Regions from separate parts of the Mus musculus genome. Here regions 2, 3, 4, 5, 6 and 7 are each linked to region 1. The links are chromatin contacts, called in public Micro-C and promoter capture Hi-C maps. All regions are on one chromosome and are shown on one strand. Each heading gives the region's core, a stretch centred on a gene start, on an enhancer-like site or on the middle of the called end of the contact. The rest is flanking DNA. Distances are from core to core; before and after follow the strand shown. Region 1 holds the start of BC051142 (cDNA sequence BC051142). Region 2 holds the start of Fkbpl (FK506 binding protein-like). Region 3 has its middle 16 kb from the start of Psmb9. Region 4 holds the start of Ppt2 (palmitoyl-protein thioesterase 2). Region 5 holds the start of Rnf5 (ring finger protein 5). Region 6 holds the start of Psmb8 (proteasome (prosome, macropain) subunit, beta type 8 (large multifunctional peptidase 7)). Region 7 holds the start of Notch4 (notch 4).

Region 1 (3,980 bases), core at 639-3,138:
CCCCCTGCTCCCCAACCCACCCACTCCTGCTTCCTGGCCCTGGCATTCCCCTGTACTGGGGCATAGAACCTTCACAAGACCAAGGGCCTCTCCTCCCATTGATGACCAACTAGGTATCCTCTGTTACACATGCAGCTGGAGCCATGAGTCTCACCATGTGATTTCTTTGATTGGTGAATAATCCCATCTTTTATCCCCTGTGTGCATAGCACAGACTTTGATTTTTCTATGTGTGATGTATATGTGAATCATAAAACTAGGAAGGGGATCATATCCTGCAAAGAGAAGTCAGGTCTCTTTCATGGGCTCAGGCCAGAGAATATGGAAGAAAAATAAAAATGCAAACATGTTCAAATCACAAACACCAAATGGGTTCTAACCCACTCAGGGGTTTGAGAAGGGGCCTCAAGTTCGTTAGAACAGCCCACAGATGCCCATCATCTCGAAGGCTATTTCCTCAGTCTTAGCTGCTGTGTGCTCCCAAGGACAAGGGGAAACACTAGCCACCACCCAGCAGAGGTTCCACACGGGAACAGGCTGCGCAAGCACTGGGGCCAGGGAGAGAGAACGAGGAGGCCCTGGGTTCAGACACACAGGTGGCTAAGCAGCAGCTGCACAGCCTGCAGAGGGCGCACATGGATCTCCCTGCTATCCCTTGACTCTATGACACCTTCACAGAAATCTTCTGATTAGACCAATATTTTACTTAACTTTATTTTTTTTTACTAAAACAAAATATACAAAATAGAATAGAAATACACATATGAAGTTCTATTTTTATACAAAGACCTCTTTGCCTGGCATAGCTCAACCCATAAAACCCCTGTGTGAGAAGTTAATTTAATATCATGATTTATCAGTCCCCCTGGGGCCCTAATGGAAGATGACACAAGGCTAGAGATGTTACTGGAGGAAACTTGAAAAACAATGGCTGATACACAGGGACCTCTCACACAGCTCTTAGAGCACAAACATCCAGGCTTCTGTTTGGGGACATAGTTTGGATTTCATGTGAGGTCTGTGCATGCTCACAGAAAACATCCATAGTAACAAGGGACTTGGCCTGGACAGTGAGGAAGTTAGCTCCTTCCTCCCTCCGTACCCAGCAGCTCAGAACCTGAGGTGTGCACTTACACTGGGGGTCCCTGACCAAAGCCACAGAAGGGCTCAGCATCATCAGCATCACGATCACAGCGGCCAAACAGGGGCCTCTGGGGAGCCACAGTCACATCCCGCTGCAGGAGAGATAGTGGTCTCACACCTTGGCAACTATCTCCTCACTCCATCTATGCCCCAGGCCATAAGAAGCAGGAGATTCACAGCCTTGCTGCTGGATTGGATAAGGTCAGTATTAAGGACCAATCAGCGTCAGATATGAACTGCATCATCAGTTGCTAGTTAGAAATTCAATGTGAGGGACCTCTTTGAAACCAGCAATTTCTTTTTTATTTACTATTTTAGTGCTGGATCCAGTTGCAGCTGAAACATTTCAACCAGGCTGCGGAGTTGGGCCAGCTCTGTGATGGTCAGTCATTCACTCAGCAGTTTGAGGACTGGGGGTGGGGGTGGGGGGGTGGGGGGGTGGTACTCACTTTTCCTACATAAAGCTGTTAGGACAACTGTTGTATTTGAAGCTGTGCGAGAGCAAAGGAGGTGAAGGAAGACGACTGTGTAGCCAGGCACCTTTAGCCTGGCGCTTACTGCACTTCAGCTTAATAGTGTAGATGTCAAAAGTGATTTACGTGCACCCACTTCAGGAGACTCATATCCTAGAGCTGGAGAAGGCTGTGGCGCTGTGGACGCCTCCAGGAGCAGCCATCCCTGGTAACTGATGACGTAGCTAAGCTCAGCCTCTTGATTGGACCAGGGAATCCGCACTCCTTCAGTTAGGGGGATTCTAACAAGCCCGAAGGAAAGAGAAGGTTAGTCATGGTGTAGTCCTGCCACAGGCGGCGTGTCCAGCTCACTCCCCGCCCCCGTACAGTCCCTGAGCAGCGCGGCAGCCCCACAAAAGCTGCCGCGCCACAAAAGCGCTCAAAGCGGCGGCAGGTTTGTCCTTGCCGCCGCAGGCCACAGCCGACGCCACGATGAAGCGTCCCACAGGAGCTGTCCAAAATGGCGGCTCCTGTTAAAACGGCCTCACCGCGGCCGCTCAGCTTGCAGTGGCGGATCCCCTGTCCCGCCTCAGCCTACAGCCTTAGTGAAATACCGCCGCTGGAACTGTCCACCATGGCAGCAGCGCCTCCTCTCCAGTCTCCCCTAGCCTCCCCACAGAGATGGTGCCTCAGCAAACCCTGGCGAAGGCCGGCTGCAGTCAGGAAGGACTTCCTACCCTAACCCATGGGTCTGACTGATGCAGGGAAAGGGGGGGGGGGAGGGGGGATGAAAAAAAAAAGCCACCAATCCCTGAGCTTCCCACAAAACAAACAAACAAACAAACAAACAAAAAACCACCAATCCCTAAGCAGGAAAACCCACCAATTCCTGCGCTCTCCCAAGTTCAAGACTTAAAATCCCACCAATCCTCACTCTGGAAATCTCTGCCCCGAAAAACACTGCCCCCTCAGAAATCCTATATAAGCACTGCCCTTTCGTCCAGTTCCCTGCTGTCCTCTCCCAGGAGCAGAAGGCAGCCATCCCTGGTTTTGTTCCTCCACACCCATATGCCTTCCACTCGCCTCAAAAGAAGCCAAGAAGAAAAGAAACAATGAAGAGAAAAAGTGAAGAGAAGGAGTGGAGCTGAGGCTCCTGAGCTCCTCAGCTCAGCTGGGGAGACCCTCCCCTGGGAGCTGCAATGCCTCTGCTGAGGAGGCTTCCTTGCAGAGCTGTGTGGTTCCTGTGGTCTCCTGTCTCAGGATGCCCTTCTGCTGGGATATCATTTCCAGTAGAGCTGTAAGGTTCTTGGGCTTCCAAGATACCCTCCCATCCGAACAGAAACACATTTTAGTGCTGTGACTTGGATAGGCTCTCCTGGTGCCTGTGCTCCCCCTAGTTCTGGGGTCTGAGCCGCACTAGGACCCTATCCCCTATCTCCAGTTGGCTTGCAGCAGTCTCACCTTCCGGCTCACTGCTTACTTGACACCCCATCCACCAGTGACAATTAGGTAAGCTTCCCCTTCTGGTGGGTGTAAATGCTTCCCTGAGTCCGAGGATGTGACTGTTGGGTGTCTAGCACCCCGTTAGTACTCTTGGAGGTGGAGGTACCTCCAGCTGTGGTCTTTAAAGCTACAACTAGCACTCTTCACCTGCCCCCCATTCTCCCACCATTGGAGCTGCTATTCTACAGTTCCTTTAGGTCTCCTGGGCCATGGTGCCCCTACCTGCCCTTGCTCACCTTCCCTTCAGAGCTGCCTATCCCACAGCTCCTCTAGGCCCTGGTGGTTTTCAGTGCAGTTTTTGAGGGCTACTACAACCCTTCCTGTCCTGACTCTATCCCACCACCCTCAGAGCTGCAACCCTGCACCTTCTTTAGGTCCTACTGGGCCATCGAAACCCTTCCTGCCCCATTTTACCACTCTCACTTAAGCTAATTATAAATTCCACAACTTCTCTAGGTCCTTGTGACTTTTGCAACTCCATTCCCAAAATTTTCCTATGGATAAGACCCTCTATGAGAGCTTGGTTCTTGTTCTCACCTTTTGGCTTCTACAAAAGTCCTGATACCAGGCACCAAGACTCTTTGGCTTAGCCAGTCTAAGATGACCCCACTGAGTTGTAGTGATGACCCACTGACCCACTGAATGGCTTGGTCCTCAATTTGTTCTCCCTGAGTCAGGGGATGCCCATGACTACAGGCTGCAGGGACATTCCATTTCCCCTTTCTCATCTATGGGAATGGTATATTTCCTACGCTCTCATTGCTTTGGGATGTCTTTTAGAAACCACCAACCTGTATACCTGAAACCCAACCTGAAGGACCCTAAATTTATTCGCCTCTCCATTCAAAATTGGCCTCAATATTCCTTAGAGAATCAATATAA
Region 2 (3,980 bases), core at 530-3,029, 250 kb after region 1:
GGAGAAGAGAGAGAGAAAAAAAAAAAAAGAAGGTCAGTGACCTGTGACCTGGAGTGCAACAGAAACAGAGAAAACTGGGTTTTGTTTTACCTTTTTTGTTGTTTGTTTTTCCGAAACAGGATTTCTCTGTGTAACAGTCCTGGCTATCCTGGGAGTTGATTTGTAGACCAGGCTGGCTTCAAACTCACAGAGATCTATCTGCCTCTGCCTCCTGATTTCTGGGATTAAAACCATGTGCTATCACGCCTGGCTTACAGGTGTCTTTTAAATTGCTATCCCAAATTACGTTTTTGGGTTTGTTTGTTTGTTTTTCTTGGGGGGGGGTATACAGCAAGTGTTACAAAAGCAGAAACTGGGGGTTTGGTTACCCCTGAATTACATTCTCTGGGCAGTCAAGCAGATTTACAAAGGCAGATGGCAGCCTTCCTGATCTCCTGGCTACACTTTTCTGTGTCATTAGGAAGCCCAGCAGTTTCTATTATCCTTAAACCAACTTCACTTTCTGAGCAAGTTGAAGCCCAAGGTCACTTTTCCAAGGCAGGTTAGCAAAGCCTGGTAAGAGGAGAGTTTCCGACAAACAAGTGGCTCCAAAGGGCAAAAGACACTTAGATTTCAATGAATTCAGGTGTGTAACTATTTACTTGTCTTCCTAAACTGCTACGCAAAGCTCGTTTGTAGGCTATGTATGTTTAAGTAAGAGTTGGGTCAGAGCCTCTTGGTTTAATTATTTATTTAATATCTCCGAGGACGTTTGTTAGTACACGTATTCTTTTTATATTCTAATCAGTGTAAAGCTTGTCAGTATTTCTTTTACCCTGTATCATCAATGAAGCTCTGGGTGTGATCCACAGTACCACATAAATCAGGCACAGTGGGGCATGCCCGTGGTCCCAGCATCCTCTTCTACATAGAGTTCCAGGCCAGCAAGGGATACACATGACCCTGTCAATAACACCAAGAACAACATATGCCAAAGTAAGGTGCTTAGATAATAAGGGGTTCTCGTTCCCGGAAGAACTGTGCTGGTCCAGCCGGTGCAGGCAGTTTGCCCAGCAAGGCTGAGTCACAAACGGGATCTATCTACACCTTCTGTAGGGAGGAGGAGAGCTGTTCTCTGCCGCTCCTCTCACTGGAGCATGGGATACCAGTTACACACGAAATATATAGGACAAACTAAGCTGGTGCGGAATGAGGTCACTGAGGGATCACACTGCTAGCGGGCTGGAGCACTATCCAAGAATCGCAGGCTCCATCTGAGAGTTTCGAAATCCAGGTCTGCAATTTAATATATTTTCTCATGATGGACATGCTCATTCGAGTTTGAAAAACACTACGATTCTGGATCAGGGGGCTCAGTTGAAGGGCAATGATGGATATGTGGCAAAAGTCAATCAAGGATGAGCCAAAATGGACAGGGGTTGATTTCAGCTAAGATCTCTGAATTTGGGTATAATAACAGGGGAGGGTCTGAAAGCAGCTAAAATCTCAGCCTTTACATTTGAACTGAAGCTCGAACTTAGGGTCTTTACGCATGCTTGGTAAAGCTCTCTACCACTGCTCTCTCTTCCTCAGCCCAAGTTTCCCATTTCTGGCCTTTTTACATTTTGACTAAACCAGTCAGCCAGATCTTTGTCAACCTCGGTTCGATTTGGCTAATTCTATTGCTTAGGTCTAGTCCGGTTGCTAAGGTATGGCGCTTCACGGTTGCTAGGGAAATGGCGTCACCATAGAGGCGGGACAAGGAACCTCTTCGTGCTCCTGATTGGCCGTCGTGTTAGGGACTAGCTTCTCCGTCTCTGAGGGCTCGAGAGCTGATAGAGACTCTCAGCTGCTCCCAGGCTGCCCTTCCAGGCCTCAACATCATACACAATGCAACAACTGTGACTTAGGCCGTCCTGCTATGCTCCTTGGTCTCTCAGGTACTTTTTGACCCGGTCAAGTGCCCATAGTTGGGGCGACTACCCGAACCATGGGGAATTACAGAATTTATAGTTCTAAACTAGACCTGGGTGGATTCTAGCTTGGGAAGGGGGGAAAAAAAGGAGAAACTTTTAGCACTACGAGGAGTCTTAACTAGGAATTCTGGAATTTACATGGTTTCGGTTTTTTGTTTGTTTGTTTGTTTGTTTTTTTCACCTGCTCAGGTCTGAACTACACTTGACCCATCACTTTCCAGACTAAACTGTTCTTTCCTTTATCTGTTGTGGAAGGGATCAGGAGATCCAATGGAGACCTCACCTATCAGCCCAATGAACGAGAAGAACACCGCTCAGCCGCAGCAGCGGGAAGAGAACGCCCAGCAAATCTTAAATACAGCCATTCCGTTTAGGCAGCGGTCCCCAGGTCTTCTCCCTGAAGCCCTGAAGGTGGGAGTGAGACCGGATCCAGCCAATCAAATTGTAGAGACTCAAGAGATTGAACATCCCGTGGCTGGATTTGAAGGTGACTCTGATCAATTTCAAGTCTCAACCAATGAGATGGCAGAGCACCTCCAAGCTTCTGATCTTTGGTACTGTCCTGATGGGAGTTTTGTAAAGAAGATCATAGTCCCTGGCCATGGCTTAGACAAACCCAAGCTAGGCTCCAAATGCCAAGTGTTGGCTTTGGGATTTCCTTTTGGATCTGGGATGCCAGAGGGCTGGACAGAACTAACCATAGGCATAGGACAATGGAGGGAAAAAATGTGGGGGGAACTCATGGAAAAATGCCTGGAGTCTATGCGTCAAGGTGAGGAGGCAAAGATTCACCTTCCTGGATCCTCTGCACCTCTTGCTAAACTCAGACTGGATTCCTTCACCAATGGCCGGGACTCCTGGGAGATGGAGGCTATGGAGAAGGAGGCTCTGGCCAAAGAAGAACACAGAAGGGGTACAGAACTGTTTCGAGCTGGGAACCCTCAAGGGGCTGCCCGATGCTATGGACGGGCTCTCCGACTGCTGCTGACGTTGCCCCCACCCGGCCCTCCCGAACGAACTACCCTTTATGCCAATCTGGCTGCCTGCCAGTTGCTGCTAGGACACCCCCAGTTGGCAGCCCAGAGCTGTGACCGAGTGCTGGAGCGGGAGCCGGGCCATTTAAAGGCCTTATACCGAAGGGGGGTTGCTCGGGCTGCCCTCGGGGACTTGGAAAAAGCCACTGCTGATTTCAAGAAAGTGCTAGCAGTAGATCCCAAAAACCGTGCAGCGAAAGAGGAGCTGGGGAAGGTGGTCATTCAGGGAAGGAAACAGGATGCAGGGCTGGCTCGGGGACTGCGCAAGATGTTTAGCTGATTAAAGGAGACAGGAACCCGCGAACTGTGGTCTGTGTTGTGGAATTTTCAAGGGCCCCGAAGGAAGTTGTTTGAACTCGTATCTCGTTCTGACCTACAGGGAGTTAGCGACGGTGTCAGTGAGCCACTTGGTGGAGGGAGTCCCGGGAAGCGTATCCACCTCCGAGGATAGGAGAGGTTGTCTATTTGGGACTGGCTGTGGCAAACGCCAGAACTTCCGGATGTCAGGGAGTTGCATCCCAGGGAGGTGGAGTTACAAGTGGTTGCGTGTCGCCAGGTGTGGGTGCTGAGAATGTAATCCAGACCCTTATAAGAGCAACAAGCACTTTCCTTTTGGGTGGGAGGGTTTGAGACAGGGCTTCTCTGTGTAACAACCCTGGCCGTCCTGGAGCACACTTTGTAGACCAGGCTGAGATCCGCCTGCCTCTGCCTCCTGAGTGCTGGGATTAAAGGCGTGCACCACTACCGCCTAGTCGCAATAAGCAATATTAAACTGCTGAGCCATCTCTTATCCTAAATGCTGGAACTTTGCTCATTCGTTTATTCATTAATAATTCATTCATTATGCGTGTGCCTTCATGAGTTTATGGGCACCACATGGGTGCAGATGTTTGCGGACAACTGCTCAAGCATGAACACTCTAGCCCAGATGCCGGAACCCTAAGTGCTAGGAACTACATTTCCCACAATGCTAGTTTCTGGGGCCTGTACG
Region 3 (3,980 bases), core at 419-2,918, 230 kb before region 1:
TCTCTGTAAGGTTGACCTACTGATTAGAACTCCCTGATTGTGGAGAGCTGTGGAGTTGAAGCTCTAAAGTCAGATTTATTTATCAGTCACTTTCTTTAGTATTCTTAAAGTCATTTGGAGTCCACCTCTGAAGCTGATGTGACATCCTGAACTAGAATCATTTCTGTTGATGGAAAAATACCCTGATCATCCCCCTCAAAAAATAGGAGGAAGGTTTTGACAATTCCAGGTGACGTCTATCATTGTGGGGAGGTAAGGTGGCAATCTGAAATAGCTGGTCACTTCACACCTTCAGTCAAGAGCAGAGAGAAAGGAATGTATGCGTGTTGCCTGCTTATGGTAAGCTCACCATCTCTGCTCTTACGAGCTTCAGGATGCCTGCCTAGGGAATGGTGCCACCCACAGTGGGCTGGGTCTTCCCATATCAATTAACTTCAGACAACCCCTCACAAACATGCCCACAGGCCAACCCAGTGTAAAATCCTTCATTGAGAGTCCCTTCCCAAGTTATTGTGAGTCATGTAAAGTTGATGGTTAAAGCTGTCAATCATAACCCTTTCAACTATGAGGGGAAAAATATTTTGAGTATATTAACTTAGCAAACTGCTGGTTTCCACTGATCCCCAAACTCAGAGTGCCATAAGATAGTACCTGAAATCTACAGCAGAGAAAGACTTCTTGTTTTGCTGTAACCCACTTGCCCTGACATCCCTACTAATGTATTTGGCGGGTGGCTTGATTTATGACTTCCTATCAAAACGCTTATTTAACTGTCTTCCTGCCACAGGGCAAACTGAGCCGTTGTCCCTGGACTGTGGCCATCTACTTATATTAGGTTCAGAAAAACAAAATCTCTTATTCCTTTGATCTGAGAGGGAATGTTTTTTGTTAATAAAATAGAAGCTGAAAAACCCAAGGAATTCTGTGGCCACAGTGAAAATTTGGTAAATTAGGACTTTAGTGATACAGGGATGTCAGCACACAGGCAAAGCTATCCTTTAAGTAAATGCTGGAGACTGGGTGTGTCAGGCTGAGTAGGTGACTGCAGGCGTTTATCTGGGAGACAGCTCACACTTAATGCTCTGCTGGCACTAGATTCCATCCGCTTGCTATAGAGGCAAAGATTCTAACGGTGGCTAACTTCCACTCTCTGTGGAGATTAGAAAACGGTGGCTGGTTTTCTTTGGAATCTCCTTTAGCTGTTGCTGTTTTCAACTTCATACCTTGGATTCAGGATAATAAAATAACCAAGCTCTCCACACTTCCAAACCTGTGGATTTTCTCACTGGGTAGCCACTACACATTTGTCCACTAGGTGGCGCCAAAGACATGTGCTCTCACGACTCAGCCTGACACAATTAGGTACTTCTTAGTCCTTATTAAAAGAGCGATCCTAATATCAAATTTAAAGTGTTGGGGGGGGGGGAGACCCGGAAAAGAGAAGACAAGCAAAACAAGAGTTCAAATCTTGCTTGGTGTACAGGTTAGTTTTGTGTTAACTTTGACACAGGGAATAGGACCCTCAATTGAGAAAATGTATCCATCAAATTGACCGGTGGACAAATTTGTGGGCCATTTTCTTGATTAATGGTTGATGTGGAAGGGCACAGCCCACTGTGGGCGGTGCCACCCCTGAGAAGGTGGGCGTGGGTTTCTGAAAAGACAAAGCGAGTGAATCGTGGGTAGGTAGGAAGCAGCGTTCCGCTCACGCCTTACTTCAGTTCCTGCCTTGACTTTTCTCAAAGATAAACCGGAAACAGGATATGGAAACCATATAAGCCCTTTCCTCCCCAGCTTGCTTTTGATTATGGTGTTTATTACAGCAACAGAAATTAAATGAGGATATTTAACGCTAAGGTAACGTTTCTCTGGGTAGAATGTTACCAGTATTTTAGCGACTGCATATGCTTTCATTGAGGGCAAAGAATGTTTGTAGGAAATAGAACAACGGAAAGGAAATTACACATCTAAGCTGACATTGCCTCCTATCAGACTGTAGCAGGGGACTTAAAAATCTACCGGAGGGGCTGGAGAGATGGCTGCTTTTGCAGAGCACCCAGGTTTGGTCCCCAGCCCCTCACAACTGTTTGTAACTCCAGTTCCTGGAATCTGAACTCTCTCTGGCCTCCATGAGCAACACACACACACACACACACACACACACACACACAGAGAGAGAGAGAGAGAGAGAGAGAGAGAGAGAGAGAGTGAGAGAGAGAGAGAGAGAGAAATACCCACCCCATGCTGCATATACACACAGGCAAAACACTCATGCATGTCAAATTAAAATGTCTTAAAAAACTCATCTGAATATTTTCTTTCTTAGATTCCCCCCCCCCCCCCAAGACAGGGTTTCTCTGTGTAGCCCTGGCTGTCTTGAAATTCATTTTGTAGACCAGGCAGGCTTTGACCTCAGAGATCAATCTGCCTCTGCCTCCAGAGTGCTGGGATTAAAGGTATATGCTACCATGCCTGACACCTAGGCTGATTTTGAACTTAAAATTTCCCTGTTTACTCTCCCAAATGCTAAGATTGCAGGTGTGTGCCACCCTGTCTCATTTCATCTGAGTCTTAAGACAAGCCAGATAGAAGAAATGGTGAATGCACGTCTTAATTACTTTGCAATTGCCACGACAAAGCATCATGACCAAGGCAAACTTGTAGCAGAGTTTATTGGGGCTTACAGTTTCAGGGACGATAGCAGCAGGCAAAATGGCTTAGCACCATAGCAGTGGATGGGAGCTCACACCTGGTTCACAAGCAGGGGGCAGAGGTGGGGCAGGGAGAGCTAACTTGGAGTGGCCTGGGATTCTGAAACCTTGAAGTCCACCCCACCCAAAGCTAACACACCTCCTCCAAGGCCACACCTCTTAATCCTTCCCAAACACCTTCCCCAACTGGGGATAAGGCACTCAAAAATGTGCGCTTATGGGAGCTATAGTCACTCAGACCACCACAATGCATGAAGTTGAATTGAAACACTTTTTGAAAACATAATTTTTAGAGACTCAGTTTTGATTTTTACTTTTATGTGTGCTTCTGTGTATGTGCACCTGAGTGCAGTGCCCACAGAGGCCAGTAGAGGGCATCAGATATCCTGGAGCTGAAGTTACAGGTTGCTGTGTGTTTCAAGAAATATTAAAAAATGAACCCGCCAACTCTCAGTGGGGCCAGGCCATGCTCCTGCGCTCCTGTTGCCACCAACAACTCTCTAGAGCTAGCCCCTGTGCCAGGTGATCTCGCTCGCTCAGTCTCTCTGCCACCAACTCACCAGCCCTGCCACACGGCTCGCACTGGGCCATCTCTCAGATGGGCCCCCGAGTTCCTCTCACTTTCACACAATGCCCCACACAGCCCTGGTTAGCCATCTCAATACCTAATTACCTGGTAGAATCAAGACTCTTAATGCTTAATTAGTCAATCAGATTTATGTGTCATTAATAACACAATTTACAAAATGCCAATACAATAATTTCAGAGCTAAATGATAATGGTAAAGCTTTAACCCAATTATTCTAACCATTTGATAACATCATGTCAGCCTCCATTTTGGTTCTCCCTCTCCTCAGACCTCTCTCTCTCTGTCTCCTCAACTCCTCGCTCCACCTCCCGTCTTCTGTCCAATCACAAGCCTCCCACTGCCCTAATGTGATTGGACAGGGAAAATCCTGCAACAGCTGTGAGCTTCATTCATAACAAGGGTGTTGGGAGCCAAACTCCCGTCCTCTGTAAGAGTAGGATGCTCTCTTAGTTGTTGAGGGTTCTCTCCAGCCCCCTCTTGTCTTTCTTAATGTCAATTCTTCTCCCTCCCTCCCTCCCTCCTTCTCTTCTCTTTATTTTTCCTTCCCCTCTTTCTTCTTCTTCCATCTCTTCTTTATGCCCATCTCTGTTTATTTGAGACAGGGCTCTCTGTGTACCCAACCTGGGCTCCCACTGCTACTATTCCTGCCTCTGCCTCTGAGGGCGGGGCTTGCAAGTGT
Region 4 (3,980 bases), core at 828-3,327, 230 kb after region 1:
TTCTGTTTGTCACTACCAAATCCTTACCCACCTAGGCTTCGAGGACCCTCATTTCAGGGACCCCCTATACCAGACTGGGGTGGTCCATGGCAATAAGCCATTTTTTTTTAAATTTTTGCATCAGACTACACTCTTTGAGGCAACTGGCTGGTTTGCACACCACATTCTGAACAGTGTCTATTTTATAAGTGTTAAATGGAAGCGATTGCTTTGGTTATGTCAGATTGGGAGCAACAGGCCTCATCCTCCGTAGCACCCCGACCACGGAGGCCCACTCACCGTGCCAGTAGTTGCAAATGGAAAATTCCTGGCCCCAAGGACTATAGCAGACCCGATAGAGGTTAGACCGCATGGACGTGGGGAAGAGCCATTTCAAATAGTCCGTGTCTGAAAGAGAACCGCCATGCCAAGGGCCATCAAATCTCTGTGCCCCGAACACACTATACTGCCTTCTATGGCACCCACAGTGCCCACTCACCTCCATACTGGCCCATCTGTGGGGAGGAGAGGGAGATGAAAGAGTCCACATTGTGGTTATCCATGACAGACAGCAAAGCACGGCACACCAGGCCCCCTGGAAGCAGAGCACCAGTGTTGGAAATGGTCTTTTAGGTTGATTGATTTATTTCATGTATATGAGTGCACTGTCCCTGTCTTCAGACACACACACCAGAAGAGGGCATCAGATCTCATTACAGATGGTTGTGAGCCACCACATGGTTGCTGGGAATTGAACTCTGGACCTCTGGAAGAGCAGTCAGTGAGTGCTCTTAACCGCTGAGCCATCTCTCCAGCTCCGAAAGGGTCTTAAGAATAGCCACTGGAGTGATCCTTACTTCCTGTCTCTCAGAATCCCAGGCCTCCGATACACTCCATTCCAGCACGGGTCACAGGTCACATGATGGAGCCATGGTGCGAGTTTAGGCCTCTGACCAACTGAAATGCTTTTAGCTGCTCTGTAATTCCTTAAATCTAAGAACCATGGCCAATGAGCACAGAAGGAACCCTCCCTCCCACTCAGGACACAAACGCCAGAAAGTAGGCCTTAGATAAGGGTCAAGCTCAGACGGGGGTTGGGAGTTAAGAGTGTGCGTTGCTTACCCTGGGAGTAGCAGATGAGGTGCACTCCTTCAGGGGCCTTTTCCATGATGGGGACCACAGCCTCTCGGAACCCTTGTACCTGTTCCCACAGGGGCCGCAAACTCTCTCTGCCATCGAAGAGATCAAGCACTGTCACCACAGTCCCGGTGTGTGTCTGTGGGAAAGGGGCAATGCGGCACTAGGTTGGACAAAGTGTATTCACTGTGCTTGCAGGAACCCCCATCCCTCAGCTCTCCCCGTGCGGGGAGCAGTACCCTGAAAACTAGCCTAGAGGGGCTGGCTGTCTTTCATCTGCCCACGCTTCCTCCCCCAGCCACTTTATATCCATTCAGTATCCCCCACAGACCTCATTGATATAGTCCAGCAGGTGGCGGAAGCTGTATGAACTGTCAAAGAGCCCGTGCACCACGATCACGGGCTTGTAGGACCCGCGGTGGGCTGCGGGGGCTGCGGGCATCAGCAGCGGCAGGAACGGCAGGAGAAGCAAAGCCCAAGCCGAAGGAAGCCTCTGCCTCCATAGCCCCGGCATGCTCCCACCTGAGAAGGAACGAGAGGCCGTGAGGGAGACGACGCCTCTCCACTCCCAACAGACTCACAGCAAGCAACTCTCCGGCCTCCGCTCCTACTCCTGGTCCGTATGAGGGAAGGCTACTTTTAACTTACTCCATCCAGATGGCTCGGCACAAACACCTACCACCTCCATGCACCAATGCTCACCCTAAGTCCCGCCCCCAACTTGGCGCCCAAGGGACTTTGTCCCAAGGCCCAGGATCTCCCTTAAGCATCACCTCGGCCATTCACTACTCTGGGATCTGCAAAGGCCGGGGAACAGCGGCCCAGGACACACGGAGAGTGGAAACTCCCACCTGGTCTGTGTCTGGAGGCTTCGTTCCGCCAGCTGTTTACTTGTACCTAGTCTGTAATCCACCGGATACGGGGATAGGGGGACAAGGAGAGCGCGCAGTGGGATGACGGACGGGGCGCGGGGGGGGGGGGGGGGGTGCTGCTCGGGGTCGCGCAAAGCCGTCACGTCCGGGACTTTCCCTGGCAACAGGGCGAGCGTCCCCTGCAACGCGGACAGCGGACCGGAGGGGCAATGGAACATTCCATTGCACCCAAAGAACTGGGGAGGAAATAGACAGAGCGATCCATTTAGCCGGATGGGGAGAGGCAACAGCAGAAAAAGATAATACTGGGTTTCTAAAGAAGGCATTCCTAGGCTTCAGCTGCATCCAGCCACCCAGGGGTGCAACTTCCCCTCCTTAATGCGGCCCACTTTCCAATCCAGGCTGTCTGGCTTCGTAGCAGAGCCCAAGAAAACGTGCGAGGGGGGAGGTTAGGACTGACGAAAGGCGACTCCCGCTTCTATCGCTGGACGCCAGGCTTGTGTTAGGCCAGAGTGCCAGGCCGATCACAGCTGAAGAGCCCCTCTTCCCACTCCTGCCTGCCCTCCCGCTCCGGATCAGCGCCTTACAACTCTTCACTTTGAAGTGCGTGTTGTGCCCTTGTCTCCGGAGACGCCGAGAGTCCTCCAGGCCCCTCAAGTGAAGTGCAGCCTGACCCAGTTTCTCTGGCCCTACTTTTATCTCCGCATTCACGACCCACCCTCCCGGACCCACCTTATATGGGCGTGGGGCCCCGTGGGCTTCAAGGACTCACCACAGGATTTCCACCAGTCTTTCAATCCTGAGCGACCCCGACAAACTGCTCCTCAGATCCCTGCGGGCTGCTGGCGACACAAACCCTGCCAGTGCAGGCAGACTTCCTCCCCGCTGCGGGCGCTGGCACCACTCGGCCTACCCGTGACCCCTACGGCGCGCCGGAGTGCCAGGGAATAGCCTTTATCCGTCAGTGCTTTTACTTAGCAATTAAATAAGTTTGCAGGGTTTCTGAGCTTCAAGGCCTGTACTCAGGGACTTTGTTTAATCTGAACTTAATAAAACCAGAAGCGTGTATTGAAGATGGTGTGGGAGGGATGGGTCCAAGGTTCCCTCTGATCCATGCACGGTTGAAAAACCAGAACCACCGGTATGAGGCCGTGGGTAAAAATTTCTCAGACCTGGAACGGGCTCAAGCCAGGGCTTTGGAGACTGCTCTCCAGGACGCCACCAGAGGGGCTTTGTCCTAGAGCAACTGTCTCTGGAGAGAGTTGGAAAATCCTAAAGGGGTGTTTCTGATTCTCCTGCTAGGTTTCTGCAAAAAAGGCTCAACTGGTGTAACCTCTGTAGAGGGCCTATCCTTACCCCACCTCCCCACCCACGCCCTTACAAGACACAAAAAGCAAATAAAAAGAGTGGAAGTCACCGCTGTGTCTTGGGTTGACTCCGGGGGTGGATCTGCGTCTTGGGGCAGGAGGAGGGGGGAGAGAGGGAGTGCTTTAAGGAGAGGTTGTGACTGCTGACTGGACCAAGAACTCTTCAGCCCCCAACAAGCACGCTTTTCCAAACCTGCCTGTCACAAACAAGCAATTAGAGCTTGCTTCCCTCTGATGAAGCATTTCAGCTTCTTATAACCCTAGAGAAAGAAGGTACCTGTGTACCCCCACAGGCGCTTTCTTTTTCTCCTTTTCTTTAGCCACAGTCAGCATCTTACCTCTATTGTCAGGCTGTATATGGGGGAGGGGGGGTCTGAACCTCTTGGTTCCACTCTTTGTACAGTTCTGTCTCACACCTGGAGAAACCTAGAACTATCTTGCAGGATGTTCTGAGGGAAACTGAGGGAGCAACCCCATGGATGAGCAGGGACTGCTTGAACGGGGTCTGGAGATAAGTGTGGTAAATCCATTGAGCTGGCTTCTTCTCACAATATAATCACTACAGCGAGTCTTTGCGGGAGAGGCTCTAGAGATTTCTCCCTCCCTCCCTCCTTCTCTTAGTCCC
Region 5 (3,980 bases), core at 638-3,137, 200 kb after region 1:
GGAAAAGAAAGCTTCAGAAACATGTAGGGCCAGGAGAGGGCGCGGGGAGACTTGGGAAAATCCTTACCTGCGCCTCTTCTGAAAGGTTCATGGGCATTGAACACGGTGGTGAAAAAGCCAAAGGGGAAGGCACCGACACCAAAGGAGAAGTGGAATCCCCCGGCATCACCAAATGGCTGGAACCCCTAGGGAGGCAGGGAAGATGAGGGAAGCCCATAGGCTTGGGCAAAGGAGGGACACGGCTGGACAAGGAGACTCACCCCTCTGCTCTCTGGAGCTGGTCGCTGGCCCTGAGGGCGGGGTGGAGTTTTCAATCTGAGAGGAAGGAGAGAGGCAGGCAGCACCTTTCACACCCTGTCTCGGGATGGGACAGAAGCCTGCAGCTCCCCTCAGCATCGTGTTGGGTCTCACCTGGGATCCTGTGGCTTCTGGCTCCCTCGCCCATAAAGAGGGACGACCTTCTCCCTGCTGATGCCAGCTTTACACACCGGGCATTCTTGCCGGTCTGGCCGGGTCTCCAGCCACTGCAAAGGAAATATGAAGTGTTTTCAAGTACAAAGAGCATCTCGGAGCTCCTTGACCCTCCCTGTTTCCCAGTCCACCTCATGAACACATACCTGGTGAAGACAGGGCCAACTGGATGAAAAACAAACAAAAAGCACACGTCAAACTACAGAAGAGAGCTGCAGACCCCAGAACATGGAAGCCCACCCACCACCTGTCTCCCAGGCACTGCTGCTCTACTGCTCCATTTCTCTCCATATTCCCAACAGCTTCTAGCATACTTGCTAACTTGACTTTTCCAGCTTCTTGCCTTTGATACTTGACATTTAAAGGTACTCACATTGGGTCCTCAACATCCTCCACACATTTGATCCTTTTCTCTCTTCCGGTGTCTCCTCTCTGTCTCTCCCTGTCTGTCTCCCTCTACACACACACACACACACACACACACACCTTCAACCTCCCCCTTTCTGCCTCCGAACTTGACTTCCCAATTCAACAGGTTTCCTTTCAGCCTGAACTCCATTCTTGCTCCTAATCCTCCAGACTCCCATGGTTTTCAGACACCCACATTGTTCCTCTCCTCCTTACTTCAAGCTCAGTAAAACCCCTCTCTCCATGACCCTTCACCCTCTCCATCTTGTCCTTACACAATGCCATTGTCTTCAGGTTTGACAAATCACCCCCTCCCACATCTCATCTTAATATGACCCACATCTAGGTCCATAGTCCCTAGATCTTCCCTCCTCCTCCGACAGGCACATCCCCTAAACTGAAAAGTCTCTCATCTATTTTATCTCAACACCTGGGTAGGTCTAACGGGGTACTGTGGTTCAGGTCTCGAATGGAGGAATATGCAGCGTCCCCCATTTCCCATTCCTCCTCATAACATACCATGCACCAGCTCATAGGACCCTCCCTGGAAAGATATCTCATTTGCACAGATGTGACCCTTCCCGCACCCCCACCCCATCTACATACATCAGCAAAGACACAAGTCCTCACTTTAGGCCTCCCCTACGTGTATGTGGGGAGGTGGGGTGGGACATATGCCCTCTGGTCATCTGAAAAAAACTGCATGGTCCCCGCTCTCGGCCTCCCCAGCACAAAGACGAACCCCGCCGCCTCACCCCAAGCCCCTGACTCGGATTCTCACCAATACAGGTGGCCACACACGCTGACCACAGCTTCGCGAGCTGTCTCCAGACATATATTACATTCGAAGGTCGCGCTCGCCCCGCCCCGCTCGCGATTTGGCCCTTCGGGGCCCCCGTCTTCTTCCTCCGCTGCTGCCATGGCAAGTTCTGCTTCGCCCCCACGTAGCCCTCAGTACCCCCAGGCACACACACATATACACTAACACAGGGCACACACACAGGCACACACACACTCACGCCCCAACAAAGCAGGTCCGCCTTCGGCCCAGGATCGTTGGGCAAACTTCAAGTTTTTCTCATCATTATTGGTCGAGGTACCTGCCAATCATATAGAATTCAAAGGACACGATTGATCCAAAGAGTGGGGGCGGAAAAAGGTGTGTGTGGGGCCCCTACCCTTGCACGATGATGATTGGCTGATAGGGCTTCAGTAACTATGCACTGCCGAGGGATTGGTCATAATGAGCTAGGCCTGTGTTGTCACTCAGCTAAAGAGGCTTTGATTCGTCAGTTCAGCTGCCAGTCATAACCAAAGCTCAGAAGGGATTGGCTCAGGCCTACAGAACTCGCCCACCATAAGCCTCTTTTTTTCCTTCTCTTCCTCTTTCTTAGAAGGTCCGGGTTCCTATTGGACTTTAGAGCGAATGGTTCCAAATCAAATGATTGGCTGGCATGACACGGAAGAATGAGCATGCGCAATAAGCGGGGGGGGGGGGCGTGGAATAGGCCAACCCAGACGAAGGCGGTGTCGACTCCAGTCCCGCCCCTTCACTCGCTCTCTCTCGTCACCATGGCAACCCCTCCGCTATTGGCGGGGCCTTAGGTTCAAAGGCCTCGACTCGGCCTTATCCGGGTCTTTCCGCCCGGACTCTCTCCGCTTGATTGGGCGGTTTACTCCGCCGCTGATTGGCCGAGATCTGGAGAGACGGTGCAGAGCTAAGGGGGGAGGGGGAAGGGCAGAAGTACCAGGGTCGCAGGGTTCAAGATGGCTCCGGCCTCCTTGGGTGACGTAGAGGGAAGACCTTGGGTCCGCCCCTCCCTCTCGGAGAAGCGGGGAGCAGAGCTGGGGTTAGCCCGACGCGTGGATGGTGCGGCCGTCGGTCTGTGGCGCCGGTGTTAACCCCACTCTCTCGGTTGGACGACTTAGCCTCTCTAGGTGATTCTCACAGCAGGACCGAGCCAAAGGCCCACCGTTGTAATGTGACACAGCAGACCACAGTGGACCCCCACTCCGTCCTAAACCTTACAAGCAGAAAAGGACTGGTTCCACCCTCTTGGGAGTGGGCGCCCAAAGGACAGAGGCCGACCCCTAGGTGACCCGCCGTAGAATGGGGTAGATCCGCCCCTTCCTTGTAGTTTGCCCTGCATAGATTTGGATCTTTTTCCTGGCTGGACGGCTGGCAGCTAGGGCCTTTCCAGCACTCAGTGACCCTCACTATGGCCCAAGGCCCAGAATTAGGTAACAGTCCTCGCATTCGCAAGGGCTCTTCACCAAGCCATGTAAATCACCCAGGGCAAAGGTGTCCATGGGCGGGAGACGAGAACACGCTAGCTAAGGATTATTCAATACCTTGATAAAGGACCTGTGTGACTGAGGAATAAAGAAAGGTGAGAAGCTGGGACTCTCTATAGGAGGAGGTACGGAGAAGCGAGGATCTGGAGTATTGAAGAGGTTTAGATGCAGAATAGGCGAATAGGAGGTAGGAACGATGGACTCGTCCAGAGTGTGAAGAGGGAAGTAGGGTTTGGCCAGTTAGATACGCGGCACATCCCACCATTTTATCACCCTTAGGAAGCAGTGTTTTATTGCTCGAATTCCATCGAAAGGACTTAGCTTCTTACAGGTCTCAGCTATAGCCTCAAACTCGGATACTCTTGCCCGAGGCTCTCATGTACTGCTGTTAACAAGCATACACCACCAAAAGCCAGCGGCCAGATCGTGTGTGTGTGTGTGGGGGGGGGGGGAGTGGTTGGCTCAGATTGGGTGAATGAAGAACTAGGAAAGTACTAAGTAGGAAAACAAGGTTGAAAGGGAGAGAAGGTCAGAGGGCTCCTTTATCTTTAAAGACTAAAGGTGGGTGGAGGAGATGGAGACCCGGGACAAAGGGCAAGTGGACAGAAAGCTGGAGAGCTATTCAGGGAAAGCCCGAGGCCTGAGCAGAAAAAGGTGAGCCTACTGCTTGAATTCAGAAGGTACTTCATAAACGTTTGTGATTGAATGGGAGACAGGAAAGGCAGGAGGAAGTGTTTGGGGATCCTAGAGTTACATAGCGCTGGGGTTCAAAGAAAGGCAACGGGTTCAGAGAGCGTGCGAGCGAA
Region 6 (3,980 bases), core at 592-3,091, 200 kb before region 1:
TCAAATTTCCCAGCTTATGGGTAGAGATGAGAGACTGTTCAGTCCCCTCCCCCATCATGCTTCCGCTCTCTCTCTCTCTGTACCCCCCTCTTGTGAGGACATCTTAACAAGTCATAGGTTTGGAGGGGTGCTGCAGACCAGGGATATCGACAATGTGTCCCAGCCCTGGAAGCACAGGGGTCCCCTGAACTGTAATGTCTGTGTGTTTCTCCAGGTCCAGCGGCTCCTGTATGAGAGCCCCAAGCGGGCTTCTCGGACGGTTCTTCTTATCACCCAGCAGCTCAGCCTGGCAGAGCAGGCCCACCACATCCTCTTTCTCAGAGAAGGCTCTGTCGGCGAGCAGGGCACCCACCTGCAGCTCATGAAGAGAGGAGGGTGCTACCGGGCCATGGTAGAGGCTCTTGCGGCTCCTGCAGACTGACAAGGCCTCTGGACTGCACACTGCGTGCTGTCCCCCTCCTGTCCTCTACTCTGTGTGACAGAGAACCTGGGAGCAAAGATATTACCACACCCACGGAGACAGTTGAGGAGCGGAGGTGCTTGTTACATGAGAAAATGTAAACTCTAGGAGATACCCGGAATTTACCACGAATGTGTTTCCCCGACCCGCTCCCTATTAGACGGGGTTTCAGGTACCTCACACCAACACTGAGCTGCTAAATCTCCGGTCTCCACCCTCCCGGTGCTGAGCTTGTATCACAGCATGCACACACAAACCTGGTTTATGTGGCGTTGTGATAGAATGAGAAGAAACGCCCAAAGTGTACAGAGAGAAAGGACAAGCAGCTTGCAATTAACCAAAGGCATAGGCTGGCATTTGGGTGTTCTATGGGTGTTTGATATTTGTAATAAAACTGGTGTTTTGTACTGTGGCTTCTCCCGTTTCTTAGCTCCCGCAAAGTCCTAGCTGAGTTAGTCAGCCCCCCCCCCCCCCCCAGGACAGTGTCCCGTTCTTCTTCAGAATTCTGTTTTACTTCTGGGTCCATCAGCTTTTATTTCCTGGGGCTCTCATTTCTCTTTACTGCTCACCCACGGACTCCTAGTGCTGAGCTGGACCGGGCGGCAGCCCCTCCCTCTCCGCACCCCAAGGCAGCAGCAACTGCATCTTGGAGTCCTTCTCTTCCTCGCTGAGGCTGGAGGAAGCGCGGTAGCGCCGCGGGTGGGGACCCCAGAAAATCAGACTGGATAACCTCGCCCGCCCGTTCAGATTCTTTCATCTTCTCCTCAGCGGCACACGCCGGGATAATCTCAATGAAATGGATAGGATTAGCCAGTAAATCTCTTCCATTCAGGGAGGGCCCGGTGTGTGACGTCAGCAGTTCCTGGGCAGATAATGTCCATAAAGGTTGCAAAGAAGAGGTGGGGTTGAGGATTCAAGGAAGGAGCGCGCAGCCCTGACTTGCGCGACGTGAGCAGCCCCGGGCAAGGGCGCGTCCTCGTGGGTGGCTCAGGGTAGTGAGACTGTTGAACCAAGAGGGGCCCTAGGAGGGACACATGAAAAGGCCCGACTGAGTCCTCTCCTTGGTTCGTCTTTCTCCGTTTTTTCCTGGTTGTCCCAGGACCTAAAGACCCCTGTGCATCCATTTATCGCATTTTCCAGTTTCTATAAAATGATGCTCATTTATTTGAGTGCTGCCCCCATCCCCAGGACGCACGCCTAGGTGGATCTGCTCAATACTCCTCTCAGGTTCCAACGTTCTAGACAACCTCTTTAGGAGATAGGACCCTATTCAGTCCTCCGCTGTTCCCAGAAGATGCCCCCCCCCGTCCCCCGCCTGTGGGTCTTCACGCACCCCACTGCTAGGCGGCCTCCGAAGGCGCACCTCTTCTTCCACCCCACAGCCCATTCTCTAGCTGGTTTCACTGATGTGGCAGCAGGAAAACTCGTCCCCAACACATTGTTTTAGTTCAGACACCCATTAACTGGGCTCTACTCGGAAAGGGCAGGGGATGGGGGTGGGGGACTGGTTCCCTCCCCTTGGTACTGTGGCTTTCGCTTTCACTTCCTTGTCGCAGAGTCGACGGATCTTCGGGGCCAAGTGGTCATGGCGTTACTGGATCTGTGCGGTGCCGCTCGGGGGCAGCGGCCCGAGTGGGCTGCCCTGGATGCGGGAAGCGGGGGTCGCTCGGACCCGGGACACTACAGTTTCTCCGCGCAAGCTCCGGAGCTCGCACTTCCCCGGGGAATGCAGGTGAGGACTGTAGGGCGTTCTGGAGAGATGCAGGAGGTGGGTGGTGGTGGGTGGCACAGAGGAAGGAGTGTCTGCCTGGGTCTGAGGAGGTGAGGACGCCAGGAGGGGCCGTCCAGGAGAGCAGCATCGAGGCTAGCCCTGAAGAACCAACGTGGAGATTAAGGCATGGGAAGGCGGGAGAAAGGGGTGGGGGAGGGACAGAAGGAGAGAGAGTCACGCACGGAGTTGAGACAGCGAGACTGAGAAGATGGTTGGTGCCAATCCCAAGACACAGTGCACAGACCACCATGCCTTCCACAGACTCACTGCTAACTACTACAGGGGCTGTACAGTTGTCTTGGAAGACCTATGAACTTTGGTGGCCTTACTTGGTCTCAGCAACCCACCCTGTGTGTCCTACGACACATTAGATGGCCTAGGTCTCAAGCCCCTCTACTGTAAAATGAGAGCAAGTTATTAAAATGTGCTTTCGAGAACCAAAGGAGCCACGGATTAGGAAACACCTTGAAGTCGCCTACCATGACCTTTGTTCCCACGTGCTGGAAAGCAGAAAGCTGGTGGGCTTAAATCCTGCTTTTCTTTCTTCGGAGCTACTGACATCTAGAGTCTGCAGACCCCTCCTCACTCTGCCACCCTGCCAGGAGCCTCCTAGCACTGAGGTGCCCCTCTGCCTCTTGCATCTCTTAGCCCACCGCATTCCTGAGGTCCTTTGGTGGTGACCAGGAAAGGAATGTTCAAATTGAGATGGCCCACGGCACAACCACACTCGCCTTCAAGTTCCAGCATGGCGTCATCGTGGCTGTGGACTCCAGGGCCACTGCAGGGAGTTACATTAGTGAGTATGTGTGCTCCATGTGTGCTCCAATGGTCCGACTCGTGGAGCTGTTCCCTCAGTAGAGCAGAAGGCCTGGGCCGAAGTTCAGACAGAGCTGGCATTATAGCACACTGAGGGTGGGGGTGGGATGGGGGGTGAGGGGTGGGTGGGGAGCTGTGGGCTCATTTCTTTGATCTCAAAACTCTTCCAGGCTCCTTAAGGATGAACAAAGTGATCGAGATTAACCCTTACCTGCTTGGCACCATGTCTGGTTGTGCAGCCGACTGCCAGTACTGGGAGAGGCTGTTGGCCAAGGAGTGCAGGTAGGCCGGTTTTATCATCTCATTTGTTCAGCCCCTCCCCCGTCCCCACCATGTCCCAGGTCACTTACACCCCCATCGGGTGATCCATTTTAGCAACCATAAGGGATATATATATATATATATATATATATATATATATATATATATATATATATCTCCTTCATGTGATTAAAAATCTCCCAAATCCTAGCCTGGGTCCCTGCTTATAAACCAGATAATCTGGCAGTCACTTAACCTGCAGGGTGGTATCATTTACTAGGCTTTTAAAATGCGGATCAGAGATTTTAAATTCCCAAACTCTCCTTTACTCTTATGTCCCGTCCCACAAGTCCATACCTTCCAAACACTCATCTCTACAATCCCTGCTCCCTCGTGCTATGGGAGAAAATGAATGCAGGTGTAGCTGCCGCCCCTGAGGCCTCCTTCTCTCTCCTCCTCCTCCTCGATCGATCGTACAGGTTGTATTATCTTCGGAATGGGGAACGCATCTCCGTGTCTGCAGCATCCAAGCTGCTTTCCAACATGATGCTGCAGTACCGGGGGATGGGCCTCTCCATGGGCAGCATGATCTGTGGCTGGGACAAGAAGGTGGGTGGCCTATGTCTGTGAGCCCCCCCCCCCCCCGAGGTGTCTTACCCATTGAACCCTCCC
Region 7 (3,980 bases), core at 844-3,343, 170 kb after region 1:
GATCCTGTTGAAAACGGACGCCCTCTCTGACAAGTCTCAATAGGAAACTAGTTGAAGTGACCTAGGGCTTATATGGTAGAGCCCTAGGCAAGCGGTTAAGAGTGATGGGGGGGGGGGGGTGCAGTTAGCTCTGTAGTGGGGCACATGCTTATCACATATGAGGCCCTAGGTTTGATACCAAACATCCCCCCAAAACACCTCAAACATCAGACAGTCTCAAAGTTTAGAGCCATCTGTAAAACCAAATAGCTGACTAAATTCCCAATATAAGGCTAAATATGATTATATATTATAATATATATTATATGATTATATATAATATAGTATATATATATTATATAATAGTATATATGTATACACACACATATATATGAATATATATATATTCATATGTGTGTGTGTGTGTGTGTGTGTGTGTGTGTGTGTGTGTAGTGGCTCAGTGAACCAGGACTGGCCCAGGGTGCATGAAGCTCAGGGTTTGATTTCCAATGCAGTGTAAACAAAGGGGACATCGGTGCACAGCAGTAATCCTAGCAATTAGGAGATGGAAGCAGGAGCATCAGGAGTTCAAGGTCATCCTCACCAACACAGCAAGTTCAAGGCCAGCCTGGTGGGGGTGGGGGCACACTGTCAGTGTTCCTAGCAGGCAGATCCTACTGCAGGCAGCTTCCAGGACTGCTCGAGGCTGAGCAACCTGCTCCTGCAGACAGCTCCTCCACCCTGGGCCGTACCTAGAGCTTGCAGAGCTCCAAGAATGGCTGACTCCAAAGCTGTGCTGGGTCCTCAGGGAGAGTGAGCCCTGGGCATTATAGCACACACTGTAATCCCAGCACTTAGGAGACTGGGGCAGGATGCTCGTGAGTTTGAGGCTAGCCTCCACTACCTGGTGAGTTCCAGGCCAGCCTGGGCTACAGAATGAGACCTTGTCCAAAGTTGAGGTTTTTTTGTTTTTTTTGTGTTTTTGTTTTTTATTTGGTTGGTTGGTTGGGTTTGTTTGTTTGCTTGCTTGCTTTTAATAAAGATAAAAGGAGGTAGCATGAACTTTTGGGGGTAATGAATTCCCTTTATGGTTGTCTTTTTTTATAGATGACTTAAATTTTATGTCTTGACTAACATCTTGACTGTACCCCAGCATCCTTTGTGGAGGAGAGAGGTAGAGGTGGATGAAATAGAGTGTCCCTTTGTTATTGGTAATGACAATATTTTACATTCCTCTCTGAAGGAAGGCCAAGCCTCCAGACTCGTGGTAAAGTATCAGTGTAGAACACGGGAAGCCTGGGTTCCGTCTCCACTCGGAGGAGGGCCCAGCGTCCTGTCCACTCCCCAGGAAAAAGCCAGGCATGGAGTCATGTGCCTGTAACCTCAGCACCCAGGTGGCAGCTGCAGAAGGATCCCACAGGTTCCAGGCCAGCCAGGACGATTCGCACAGCCAGGATGTTGCGCACAGTGAGATCTTGTCTCAAAATACCTTTTTAAAAAACTAACACCCCGGGCTGGTGAGATGGCTCAGTGGGTAAGAGCACCCGACTGCTCTTCCGAAGGTCAAGCCACCACATGGTGGCTCACAACCATCCGTAACAAGATCTGATTCTCTCTTCTGGAGTGTCTGAGGACAGCTACAGTGTACTTACATATAATAAATAAATAAATAAATAAATAAATCTTTAAAAAAAAAAAAAAAAACTAACACCCCCAGAAAGAGCCAAGGAAAGGTCTAAAGATCCCCTGGGTTTGCCAAAGTGACCGGTTTCAGTTCAAGACACGTTGCTGCTCCTTTGAAAAGAGGGTGTGTCACACCAGAAACTGAGAATCCTCCCCTTGTCCCAACACCTCTGTCTAAGACCTGCCCTTCCTGGGTCACAGTAGCATTCCCTTGCCACTCCCAGTCCTGTGAAAAGGAAGCCGTATTGACCATTAAAATGACAGGAACTCCCCCATTTGGCTGACCCCCCACCCTGGGCCCTAAGAGCAAACCAGCTCCCCTCCCGGCCAGCCACGCCCCTCTCTTACTCTCCCTTGTCTTCCTTCACACACACACCAACCTCTCGCTCCCCCCACCCCCCATCAGTAGGGTGTCCAGGACATTGTGTGACTCAGGAAACAGCTCAGACTGAGGCGTGCAGCAGGCTCAGGAGGAAGAAGGGCGGTAGAGGCAGAGGAGGTGGCCTTGCCTGGCCACAAGGGCTCTGAGGGTCCCTGCCTGAAGAGGGAGAGGAGATCCGGGCCAGGGGCAGGCGCTCTGGAATGCAGCCCCAGTTGCTGCTGCTGCTGCTCTTGCCACTCAATTTCCCTGTCATCCTGACCAGAGGTGAGGGGGTGGGGGCATATCTCTCTTGGGGAGATGCTTGGTGAGGTCAGGGAAGAAAGCCAAGTCCCAGGCTCTGAAAGGACACTGGAGGGAGGAGATTCTGTCCCCTCTAATGGGGACAACCTGCAGGGAGGGCTGACTGACTCCGGGGCTACAGGAGACCCAGGTTTGTGCCTGGTGCTAGGGGTGGTGCCTGCTGTTGGGTGGGAAGGAGGGTGTCCATGCCCAGGGAGAAGCCAGCTGGTTCTGAAGTAAGAGGAACAGACAGACAAACAGGAGAAAAAATGGACTGCCTGATATGGGGAAGAGAGGAGTGAGAAGCAAGAGATGGAGACAGAGAAGAGCCCACCGGCTCCCTTTCTGTCCAGATGTCCCCAACCCCAGTGGCTCATTGCTGGCCTTTCCTGAAGGAAATCCCTTAGGTGTCTCAGCCATTCACATCCCAGGAGCGCTCTTGGCTCCCTCCTAAGCCCTGTTGCCCTGCTTCCGGGGGATGGAGCTGGGCTGAACTTGGGAGACTGGAGAATAAACAGGAAAGGGGTGGGAAGAATAACAAGCTATGAATGGAAGGCCTGGGACAAGGCTGGGACAAGGGGACCCTGTGGAGACTGGGACTGGGGTGTGAAGGAGAGAGAGAGAATGATAGAGCACCATGCACCTGGGTAACATGGGGTGGGGGAGTGCTGAGCTGCTGGTCAGTGGCCTGTAAGGAGGACCTGGTGGAGGAAGGGCAAGCCATCTGGAGACCCTTGGACCCTGGGCTCCATCTCATCTTCCAGTCTCTTCTCCAGAGCTTCTGTGTGGAGGATCCCCAGAGCCCTGTGCCAACGGAGGCACCTGCCTGAGGCTATCTCGGGGACAAGGGATCTGCCAGTGAGTGTGCATCATAGGAGCGGGACCTGGGGAGACAGGACGGGGAGGAGGAGGGGGAATCACTGGCCTGAAATGTCCCTCTACCCCTAGGTGTGCCCCTGGATTTCTGGGTGAGACTTGCCAGTTTCCTGACCCCTGCAGGGATACCCAACTCTGCAAGAATGGTGGCAGCTGCCAAGCCCTGCTCCCCACACCCCCAAGCTCCCGTAGTCCTACTTCTCCACTGACCCCTCACTTCTCCTGCACCTGCCCCTCTGGCTTCACCGGTGATCGATGCCAAACCCATCTGGAAGAGCTCTGTCCACCTTCTTTCTGTTCCAACGGGGGTCACTGCTATGTTCAGGCCTCAGGCCGCCCACAGTGCTCCTGCGAGCCTGGGTGGACAGGTAAGTACAATCAGGAGGAGCCTGTAAGTCATTCTTGTTGCTGTGACTCAACTCCCCACAATGGCAGTAGCTGCCTGAAGGAAGGAAGGCTTTATCCAGGCTCAAGGTCTGAGGGTTCAGCATCCTGGTAGGGAAGTCCTGGTAGAGGTGACAGCCTAATATTGAACAGAAACCCAAAGCTGCCAGATCATACAAGATTTACAGTCAAGAGCAGAGAGAACGGCAACACCCTTGCTTGCTTGGTCTCATCTAGCGTTCTCCTGCCATGCATAGTTTGAGACCCTCACCTAGGGAATGATGCCACGCATAGGGAATGGTGCTGCCCACAGTGGGCTGAGCCCTTCTGCATCAATTATCAGTCTAGAGGATCCCAAAGACAAGCCCACAGGGCAACCTGACCTAGGCAATTCCTC

The links. Promoter capture Hi-C pulls out the DNA fragments that hold promoters and counts their contacts. A called contact is a pair of places that touch in the nucleus more often than the background predicts. Capture Hi-C pulls out chosen DNA fragments and counts their contacts.
Region 2: a Micro-C map of embryonic stem cells shows a contact between it and region 1, with 1.9 times the contacts expected there. The contact joins the promoter of Fkbpl here to the promoter of BC051142 in region 1. A contact is called at or near these places in 10 of 39 promoter capture datasets (the C10 cell line, cranial neural crest, embryonic stem cells and 7 more), 1 of 484 Hi-C or Micro-C datasets (embryonic stem cells) and 5 of 115 datasets of contacts at active chromatin or transcription factors (the 230-238 cell line, the HPC-7 cell line, bone marrow-derived macrophages and 2 more).
Region 3: a contact with region 1 is called in a promoter capture Hi-C map of the HPC-7 cell line. The contact joins the enhancer-like site here to the promoter of BC051142 in region 1. A contact is called at or near these places in 7 of 39 promoter capture datasets (the HPC-7 cell line, cranial neural crest, embryonic stem cells and 2 more), 4 of 15 datasets of contacts at CTCF or cohesin (embryonic stem cells, large pre-B cells and pro-B cells), 19 of 484 Hi-C or Micro-C datasets (B cells, CD4 T cells, bone marrow-derived macrophages and 7 more), 12 of 115 datasets of contacts at active chromatin or transcription factors (acute myeloid leukemia, bone marrow-derived dendritic cells, bone marrow-derived macrophages and 5 more) and 5 of 9 other capture datasets (adipose tissue, embryonic stem cells, liver and 2 more).
Region 4: a promoter capture Hi-C map of adipose tissue shows a contact between it and region 1. The contact joins the promoter of Ppt2 here to the promoter of BC051142 in region 1. A contact is called at or near these places in 6 of 39 promoter capture datasets (embryonic stem cells, frontonasal cranial neural crest, hippocampal neurons and 3 more), 1 of 15 datasets of contacts at CTCF or cohesin (pro-B cells), 21 of 484 Hi-C or Micro-C datasets (B cells, the HL-1 cell line, Th1 cells and 12 more), 4 of 115 datasets of contacts at active chromatin or transcription factors (the HPC-7 cell line, bone marrow-derived macrophages, embryonic stem cells and 1 more) and 3 of 9 other capture datasets (adipose tissue, liver and macrophages).
Region 5: a contact with region 1 is called in a promoter capture Hi-C map of cancer-associated fibroblasts, with 6 times the contacts expected there. The contact joins the promoter of Rnf5 here to the promoter of BC051142 in region 1. A contact is called at or near these places in 9 of 39 promoter capture datasets (the 3T3-L1 cell line, the C10 cell line, the HPC-7 cell line and 5 more), 7 of 484 Hi-C or Micro-C datasets (B cells, the HL-1 cell line, bone marrow-derived macrophages and 4 more), 8 of 115 datasets of contacts at active chromatin or transcription factors (acute myeloid leukemia, bone marrow-derived macrophages, embryonic stem cells and 4 more) and 4 of 9 other capture datasets (adipose tissue, liver, macrophages and 1 more).
Region 6: a promoter capture Hi-C map of embryonic stem cells shows a contact between it and region 1, with 2.9 times the contacts expected there. The contact joins the promoter of Psmb8 here to the promoter of BC051142 in region 1. A contact is called at or near these places in 11 of 39 promoter capture datasets (the C10 cell line, the HPC-7 cell line, HPC-7-derived erythroid cells and 4 more), 5 of 484 Hi-C or Micro-C datasets (B cells, cerebral cortex and embryonic stem cells), 14 of 115 datasets of contacts at active chromatin or transcription factors (acute myeloid leukemia, bone marrow-derived dendritic cells, bone marrow-derived macrophages and 7 more) and 4 of 9 other capture datasets (adipose tissue, liver, macrophages and 1 more).
Region 7: a contact with region 1 is called in a promoter capture Hi-C map of the HPC-7 cell line. The contact joins the promoter of Notch4 here to the promoter of BC051142 in region 1. A contact is called at or near these places in 16 of 39 promoter capture datasets (3T3-L1-derived adipocytes, the C10 cell line, the HPC-7 cell line and 10 more), 1 of 15 datasets of contacts at CTCF or cohesin (stem cell-derived epiblast-like cells), 30 of 484 Hi-C or Micro-C datasets (the HL-1 cell line, the MC3T3-E1 cell line, adipose-derived mesenchymal stem cells and 13 more), 7 of 115 datasets of contacts at active chromatin or transcription factors (bone marrow-derived macrophages, embryonic stem cells, epiblast stem cells and 1 more) and 4 of 9 other capture datasets (adipose tissue, embryonic stem cells, macrophages and 1 more).

The regions. Positions count from the first base shown.
Region 1 is chr17:34,396,932-34,400,911 of GRCm38.p6, forward strand. It overlaps BC051142 (cDNA sequence BC051142), which reads left to right and starts at 1,889. Exons shown (of 20, transcript NM_001001177.2): 1 at 1,889-1,922.
Region 2 is chr17:34,643,035-34,647,014 of GRCm38.p6, forward strand. Fkbpl (FK506 binding protein-like) reads left to right here and starts at 1,780. Exons shown (of 2, transcript NM_019873.3): 1 at 1,780-1,919; 2 at 2,211-3,783. The coding sequence starts at 2,226. The coding sequence ends at 3,269.
Region 3 is chr17:34,169,648-34,173,627 of GRCm38.p6, forward strand. No RefSeq gene overlaps it. Among named protein-coding and RNA genes, the nearest start is that of Psmb9, 16 kb to the right of the region's middle. Within about 2 kb of position 1,669, at least 97 of the 459 cell types and tissues checked have an H3K27ac peak or open chromatin away from gene starts, as enhancers often do. A contact at or near this core is called in B cells, the HPC-7 cell line, adipose tissue and 6 more, where this site is marked.
Region 4 is chr17:34,625,358-34,629,337 of GRCm38.p6, forward strand. Ppt2 (palmitoyl-protein thioesterase 2) reads right to left here and starts at 2,078. Exons shown (of 9, transcript NM_001302396.1): 1 at 1,968-2,078; 2 at 1,448-1,638; 3 at 1,102-1,255; 4 at 479-574; 5 at 280-387. The coding sequence starts at 1,630.
Region 5 is chr17:34,601,674-34,605,653 of GRCm38.p6, forward strand. Rnf5 (ring finger protein 5) reads right to left here and starts at 1,888. Exons shown (of 6, transcript NM_019403.3): 1 at 1,661-1,888; 2 at 618-636; 3 at 412-524; 4 at 261-315; 5 at 68-185. The coding sequence starts at 1,800. It also overlaps a transcript of Agpat1 not described here.
Region 6 is chr17:34,196,354-34,200,333 of GRCm38.p6, forward strand. It overlaps Psmb8 (proteasome (prosome, macropain) subunit, beta type 8 (large multifunctional peptidase 7)), which reads left to right and starts at 1,842. Exons shown (of 6, transcript NM_010724.2): 1 at 1,842-2,192; 2 at 2,880-3,027; 3 at 3,218-3,329; 4 at 3,788-3,917. The coding sequence starts at 2,046. It overlaps Tap1 (transporter 1, ATP-binding cassette, sub-family B (MDR/TAP)), which reads left to right. Exons shown (of 11, transcript NM_013683.2): 11 at 215-872. The coding sequence ends at 421.
Region 7 is chr17:34,562,202-34,566,181 of GRCm38.p6, forward strand. Notch4 (notch 4) reads left to right here and starts at 2,094. Exons shown (of 30, transcript NM_010929.2): 1 at 2,094-2,308; 2 at 3,100-3,181; 3 at 3,272-3,567. The coding sequence starts at 2,245.